Linked DNA regions of Capsicum annuum: region 2 is linked to region 1. A link is a contact called in public Hi-C data. All regions are on one chromosome and are shown on one strand. The core of a region is the stretch at or near the end of the contact, and the rest is flanking DNA. Distances in the headings are between cores, read along the strand shown.

Region 1 (3,994 bases), core at 734-3,233:
ATGACGGTTGAAACAGATGAGGTAGACATGTCATAAATGTCTATTTTTCTTTTTTGTTAGTTAAATATTATTAATTTTTTAATATATAAATAACTTATAATAATTAATTAGGGGTGATATAGTAAAATTATGGTTGAAGCAAATGTCTATTTTTCTTTTTTAATTAATATTATTAATTTTCTAATACATAAATGACTTATAATAATTAATTAGGGATGATATAATAAAATGATGGAAGTAGGTCGAAACTGTATTTTTTCCTTTTTTTTAAAAAAATAAATAATTATTAATTTTTAATACATAAATGACTTATAATAATTAATTAGTGGTGATATAGTGACAGAGATGTTGAAACGGCATAGAAAATAACATATACTCTTTAAAACCAAAATATACACGAGCCTGTGAATTACTCTGTTGATTGGCTGTCTTGAACTTCTTTCCCTGTAAGTTGAGTGCTCTCTCTCTTTCTCTATGACCAATAGTTTTTGTACTTGAAATGTTGTATGGCGTTCAATCAACTCCCGACTGTAATAAACTGAAGTGATACTTGATTTCGCAGATATGCTCGGACATTTGTATTCTTCTATACCATTGGATTACACATTTTAGTATTCACCTGCCTATACAGGATGTCAGCTTTGAGCTACCTCAGGTACAAATTCGAATAAATGCCGCCCCCCCCCCCCCCCCCCCCACCCCCACCCCCCAAATCTTATGTGAATTTCTGGTTATCTAGTTCACAGTAAATGAGATGGTTATTTACTAGCTTTAGTGAATTTTCTGCAGCCATGGTGAAGAATCTCTTGTAGGTGATAAGAATCTCAATCTTCCTCATGCACTATAGACTCCTCCATTGTATCAAGTTTTTGCTAATCGTAAGGGAACAAACTAATTCTCCATATGATGTAAATAGTTGGGGAAAAAATGCATTAATTGTTCCATTCAAGTTTGATAGTTCGAGAAAAAATGATGAAATTCTATTTTTCACAGGGTTTCTTTCCTTGTTTTTACTATTTTTGGCCCTTGCTCCGCTGGTGCTGATTCCAGTTTATGCAGTATATACAATTGAAAGGACAACACGAAGTTGAGATAGACATTCTTCTTTGAATTTCAAGAAGCTTTCGTCCTTTATTAATTGTTTGTCGTTTCCTTTTTCTCTTTGTTTATCTTATTATTATTTCATCCCAGGAATGCTCGTCTTTATTTCGACTACGTGTATCGTGCTATAGAGAAGTCAGTTTACATTAAATAAGCGATGCTTCAATTGAGATATCAAGCAAATCGATTTTTATTTGTAGTTTCTTCCATTTTTGTATTCCATTCTAGTGGAACACTTTCTTATTTAGGACATTTAGCAGTTCTGCAGAAACTAGTCAAATATATGCATGCTTATTCTCTTAAGCCTGATATTAAATTGAAATATTTATTATTGTGGGGTTGAACTCATATAATTGCAATTGAATTTCTACATCATTAGATGCATATCACATATTTGTACATATTTTCTTTTTTAGTGAATGTGATAAATTAATATATATATATTTATTAAATCACTACAACCCCAATATCATGTATCAATTCCTTAAACACTTACTTTAATAACAACAGATTTGAAATAACTCTACAAGCAAAATCGGAAAAAAGAAATAGAATGCGCACATATCTACTGTAACCCCTTCTTCCCGTTTTCCTATTTTGCCAAACACAATCTCAGTACGAATTTTTGGTACTTACTGCCTAGGTTAGAGTAATTCCTTCAATATAATAACTTTAACATTGTATAAAGTGCATTAAATAATAAATAATATTTAATATTCACGATAATATGCAAGTAGAATGGTGAGGAAAATTTTGGAAAATTATGACAGGTGTTAGATAATGCAAATGATTTGATTTTCGGGGGAAATTTCAGATAACAAAAGCTTACAGGATCCTGAGAGGTGCTGTTGTCAATGTCCTTAGAGTAAGATGCTATATCAGTGTAGCTGAACCTAAGCAAGCATTTATACTTTTGACTATGTCTACAATATAAAGCTTAAATCAAAGATAAATTATTCAAATGGGGAGTGACCGGAGATGATCCGTGTGTATTTTGTCAAGGTCAAGTTGAAAACAAGAACTCATTTATTTTTTATTGCAATGTAAGCAGAAAATTATGGAAAGCTATGTTAGTGTGGCAAGACTTAAAATACCTGGCCTGGAGATGGATTGAAAAGAAAGAAAAAAGAAAACATCTTGGAAAAGCTATTTTAAAGGCTAGTATGACTGCTTTGATCTATAACACTACGTTGGAGAAAAATTATAGAATATTGCAGCTATTCATTTTAGGAGGAGTTGATCAAGAATATGAAGCTGAGCATTTGCATTAGAGTCGAAGCTAACACAAAATTATTTGTCTATGTTAGTTCACTATAGGAGATATTGATTCTAATTTAGCTTCAGGTTTGTTTTCAATTTGGTAATGAGCCTAGAACAGTAAGGAGAAGAGTTTGTTGTTGACTATAATAACTCTAGATTTTTGTAACCACAGGGTAAGGTTAGTGTGGTGGTTCAGCACCTCACCCTTTAAGCAAGAGGTTGGGGGTTCGATCTCCACCTCTGGTGAACAGAGAAAACTCTGTGGCCAGTTCCCTACCGCTTAGTGCACTGACAGTGGAATGGAGGATTAGTCTCACGGCTACCGGTTGTGGAGATACCTTGGGAAACCAAAAAAAAAAAAACTTGATTTTTGTAATGTTCTCACTTGGTAATTAATAAAAAATATTTAATTATAAAAAAAAAATAAAAAAAATTCTTTCTCATCTTTACTTGTGCACTCTTAACTTGACACATAGAAATGAAAAATAAAAAAGTGATTTTAGTACATCACCTTTTAAATATAATGAATTTTTTAATTACTTTATATTATATTATTTATATCAAGAATAAAATGAATAAAAATAAATAAATTATTATTTCTATAAATTAAACTATTATTGTGAACATCTCAAAATGAAAATACAGAGAAATAAAAATGAATGAAGGAAACAGCTGTGAAAAGTTCAAATTTGTCCAAAAATTGTATATTCCAAAATATAAAATCAAATACCTACATATTGATCTTTTCCTGTTATTGCTACATAAGTATATTTATTTTAGAGTGTGTTTGGTTTGAAGGAAAATACTTTTGAATATATTTTTTTAATTTTTTCATGTTTGATTAACTTAAATGTTATGAAAAATATTTTTTAAATCAACTTATTTCTTCAAATTTAAGAAAAATGATTTCCCTTCCAACCTCACTCTCAAATTGAAACGATCATACAACTCTCAAAATTACTCACTCATATCCTGATACCCAATCCAATACTACTTCACTCCCACCACCCCCAATCCAAAAAAAAAAAATAAAAAAAATTAAATTTTTTAAAAATATTTCTATTTTTTCTTTTGCCTCATCCCCTATTCCGACCCCTATCCCCTACCAACCCCTCATTCGAAAAATATTTAATTTTTTAAAAATAAATTCAAACTTTTTTCTTACCTGACCCCACCCCTACCACCCCCTCAAAAAATAAGTGTTTTAAGTTTGTTTTTTTTTTAAATTTTAATTTTTTCTTACCCCACCTTCACACCTTACATCGATCCCCGCCCATCGCCTCCTTCCCCCTCACCCCACCCCCTCATCTCAGCCCAATCAAAAAATATTATTTTAATTTAAAACAAAATTTAAAATTTATTCTTATTTTTCTCTTTTTACCCTATTCGTACTCATTGTTTTTTTGTTAAATATATACAAATACTTTTAGAAATATTTTCCTACTTGCATAACGAACACAAGAATATAAGTAAGAAACAACATATTTTTTTTAATAAATATTTTCCTCTTCCATATTAAGCACACCATAAAAAATTATAAAATATTTTTATAAAAAATATTTTATATTCTTTAGCTAAATACCAAAATGTATTTTCTAAAAAATACATTTTGTTCACCAATTAAACACTAAAA
Region 2 (3,704 bases), core at 293-2,792, 120 kb before region 1:
TAGTAATTACCTGGAAACTCACTATGATATATTCCATTCCTCCTCTTCATTTATATATATAATATAATAAGAACAATAGATGGAGACATTCTGAAATAAGAAACTAGAAAAATTCGTTATTATTTGCACAAGAATTTAAGCATATGGAAAGTAAACTTATCACACTACCAAAAGATGTACTTTTTCACATTGAAATTTTCATTCAAGAACGTTGGATGACTATTTTCATAGATATTTTAATTAATCAGTGAGAAAAGAAAAAATAATAATATTTTCATATGAAAAAATTAGAAAGCCTCTCACTGGTTCAATGAGAATCTGTTTCTCATTCTGCATTTTCCCAATGAATTGATTCGGTGGGAAATGGTTGGAAAATATGTTTATACAAAGTAAATTTTTCATTAATTTGCAGTGAGAAAAACCTATATTTCCGTAGTGTGAACTTGGAAACCAACCCCTCTCAGAAATATTTACGAAGAGCAGAAGTGGACATAAATTGGACTAGTAGTTGAATAAATGGATAAATAAACACAGAAAAAAGAAGAGTCGATTTTCTACTCTAATTGAAGTCTTTGTTGCACCAGGAACCATTACTCTAACTACCCACCTATACAACAAATAGGCTGGTAATTACTATAAAGTTTAATTAATTCCCAAACTAAACAAAGAAATATTTTGACTTGTGAGTAAAATGTGTTAACTTTTTCCCTCCTATTGAACAGCATCCTATTAATCACTCACTTTAGAATTAAACTAAGAGTAAATAGAGGGGAGGAAAATAAATATCATTTCTTGAAGTCAAGAAAAACTCAAATTGTGAATGAAAAGATTGTGGGATGAGAAACAAGATAGGAAAAGTAAAAGGAGAAGAAAAGATTATGTAACAATTTTTTTCTGGATTATCAAATTATTAGGATGCAATTAAGTCCTATAATTACTAAGGTACATACAAGAAAATGTTTGACTAAAAGAGAAATGTCCGTGACTTTAACAGGGAAAGGTCATTGAGTCTATAAATCAGATACACCTTGTTGAAAATTAGGTAGGAAATTGACAGATTATGTTGTAATGAATGTTTAAGAGCATTGATTAAGCCAGACCAAATTGAGGAAAATACTCATAAGTGCTAAATCTGCAACTCTCTCTATTTCACTTTATTTGTAATAATGTGAAGTTTGACTTAACACAAACTTCAATAAAGAAATAAGAGTGTTAAAATTTGTGTTATTAAGTATGACATAATATTTGTATAATTATATAATTTTAAAATTCATGATCTTAAAAATGTAATAGTCCCATTTATATGAGGATAAAAGCTTCTCAATATATGAATATATCATTGTTTTAATAATATACTAATAGGAAAATAACGCCAAACAAAAGTCCGACATAGGAAGCATGTAAGTAGTTCTCAAAAGAACTTCAGCTTTGCTCCATGACTGAGAGCCTGAACCCAACGACCCTAAAACGGTACTTAATCGTTTACCACATTGACTGTTTATATCAGAATCAATTTAACTTATCATAATTAAGCTATTCGATAAATTAAAAATATGTCTATTAAATTAAATATAGTTGAGTGATAACAAATAAATGGAGATAAGTTTTTGCGAATGAGTACACTCTAGTCTCTAGAGATGTATGAAAACTTCTCTTTCCCTCCATATAAATGCATTATTTGCTACAACCTACACATGAGCTTCTTATCTTTCTCTATTTTCTCATCTTTTGCCTTGTCCTTCTCTTCCTCCTCTTGCTATTTATATGCCACTCTAATATTCACTTCTTTGCATTCATCGTTTCTCTTTACACCAAATAACAATGGCTTCCTCCTCATTGTCCTCCAACTTCTTCATCATTCTCATGGCCATCATCTCTTCTACTTTCCTCCCTAATGCTCTCTCTCGCTCGCTCATGATTTCTTCCCTTCCACACTCCCAAATTCTCAATGTCTCAAAATCCATTCGAAACACCGTCGAGGTTCTCTCTCCCAAAAACGAAGCAATAAAGCAACCACAACAACCCCTTTATTCGTTGTCATCTTCATCTTCATCTTCATCTTCCTCTGCATTCGCTGTATCCATCCATCCTCGTTCTACTCTCGTGAAACCCCAACACAATAACTATACATCTCTCACTCTCTCCAGACTTGCTCGTGACTCAGCTAGAGTTTCCTCACTCCTCAGTACGCTTCATATTTTTCCCACCAATTTTACTCGTTTGGACAAATCGGTTCAAACTGAAGAGCTTGAGACCCCTGTTATATCTGGAACAAGTCAAGGAAGTGGCGAGTATTTCGCCCGGATAGGAGTTGGAGAACCTGTGAAGGAATTTTACATGGCTATCGATACTGGAAGTGACGTAAGTTGGCTACAATGCCAACCCTGTATCGAATGCTACCAACAAACTGATCCGATTTTCAACCCGATTGACTCCTCCTCATACAATCGGGTCCCTTGCGAGTCACCGGAGTGTTTAGCACTTGATATCTCCGGCTGTGTTTCCGATACTTGTATGTATCAAGTCACCTACGGAGATGGATCGTTTACACAAGGAGAATTAGCTACTGAAACTGTCTCATTTGGTAACACTGGATCGTTCTCTAATGTTGCTATTGGTTGTGGCCACGATAACGAAGGTTTGTTCATCGGCTCAGCTGGGTTGATTGGTCTCGGTGGCGGTAAATTATCCCTTCCATCTCAAATCAAAGCAACGTCGTTCTCCTACTGTCTAGTAGACCGTGATTCCGATTCTTCATCGACGTTGGAATTCAACTCCGCCGGACCAAGTGACGCCGCGTTTGCTCCATTGATACGTAACTCGAAGCAAAAAACCTTTTTCTACGTAGGAATCGACGGAATCAGCGTCGCCGGCGAGATGTTACCGGTTCCGGAGAGTGTATTTCGGGTAGATGATAACGGACGGGGAGGTGTTATCGTCGATTCCGGAACAGCGGTGACACGTCTGCAGACAATAGTTTACACTTCTTTACGTGATACATTCGTAAAATACTCTCAGCATTTGCCGGCCACCCAGGGATTCCTGTTGTTCGATACATGCTTTGATTTGTCGTCGATGAAAACGGCCAAGGTTCCGACGGTGGCTATTCATTTTTCAGGTGGAAAAGCGCTGCCGTTGCGGGCGGAGAATGTACTGGTGCCGGTAGAATCGTCGGGGAAATACTGCTTAGCGTTTGCTCCGGTGGATGGATTGTCGATAATTGGAAATGTACAGCAGCAGGGGACACGTGTCAGTTTTGATTTGGCTAATAATCTTGTTGGATTTAGTCGTGATAAATGTTAATAGTACTTGGAAGTGCAATTAGTAGAGATTAGTGGCAAGTGGCATAGCTGCATTAAACTAAAATGACTTTATAAGGAAAGGAGAAAAAATTGGATCAAATAAAATGCTCAAGTTACCCTGTTTTTTATATCAAAAATAGACTTATTTCATTTGTCCATTAGTTAAATTTAAAATTTTAAAATACCATTAATAAAATTAATTTAATTGTAAGATGTATCTCTTATCTTTTGTAAGGATAAGAATAAACAGAGATAGATCAAATTGTTGCTAGGCTTTTGAAAGGACCTTTGTTTGCTGGTTGCCTCAAAATTCTGGAAACGTCAAAGATAGAAAACAAAAGGCAGAAAAATAGGAAGCGCCCGCTGCCGGGGATCGAACCCGGATCGCCAGGGTGACACAGG

What was found. Hi-C and Micro-C count contacts between places; a contact is called where the count stands out from the background.
Region 2: a Hi-C map of leaf shows a contact between it and region 1, with 1.9 times the contacts expected there. The contact joins the promoter of LOC107855434 here to the enhancer-like site in region 1. A contact is called at or near these places in 2 of 5 Hi-C or Micro-C datasets (leaf and placenta).

The regions. Positions count from the first base shown.
Region 1 is chr6:208,558,455-208,562,448 of UCD10Xv1.1, reverse strand. LOC107855410 (protein CASP) reads left to right here. Exons shown (of 20, transcript XM_047413859.1): 18 at 563-655; 19 at 790-878; 20 at 994-1,351. The coding sequence ends at 847. Among protein-coding and RNA genes, the nearest start is that of LOC107855447, 17 kb to the right of the region's middle. Within about 2 kb of position 1,983, at least 2 of the 5 cell types and tissues checked have an H3K27ac peak or open chromatin away from gene starts, as enhancers often do. A contact at or near this core is called in leaf, where this site is marked.
Region 2 is chr6:208,674,204-208,677,907 of UCD10Xv1.1, reverse strand. It overlaps LOC107855434 (protein ASPARTIC PROTEASE IN GUARD CELL 1), which reads left to right and starts at 1,542. Exons shown (of 1, transcript XM_016700454.2): 1 at 1,542-3,430. The coding sequence starts at 1,822. The coding sequence ends at 3,303. LOC124899333 reads right to left here. Exons shown (of 3, transcript XR_007056760.1): 3 at 3,668-3,704.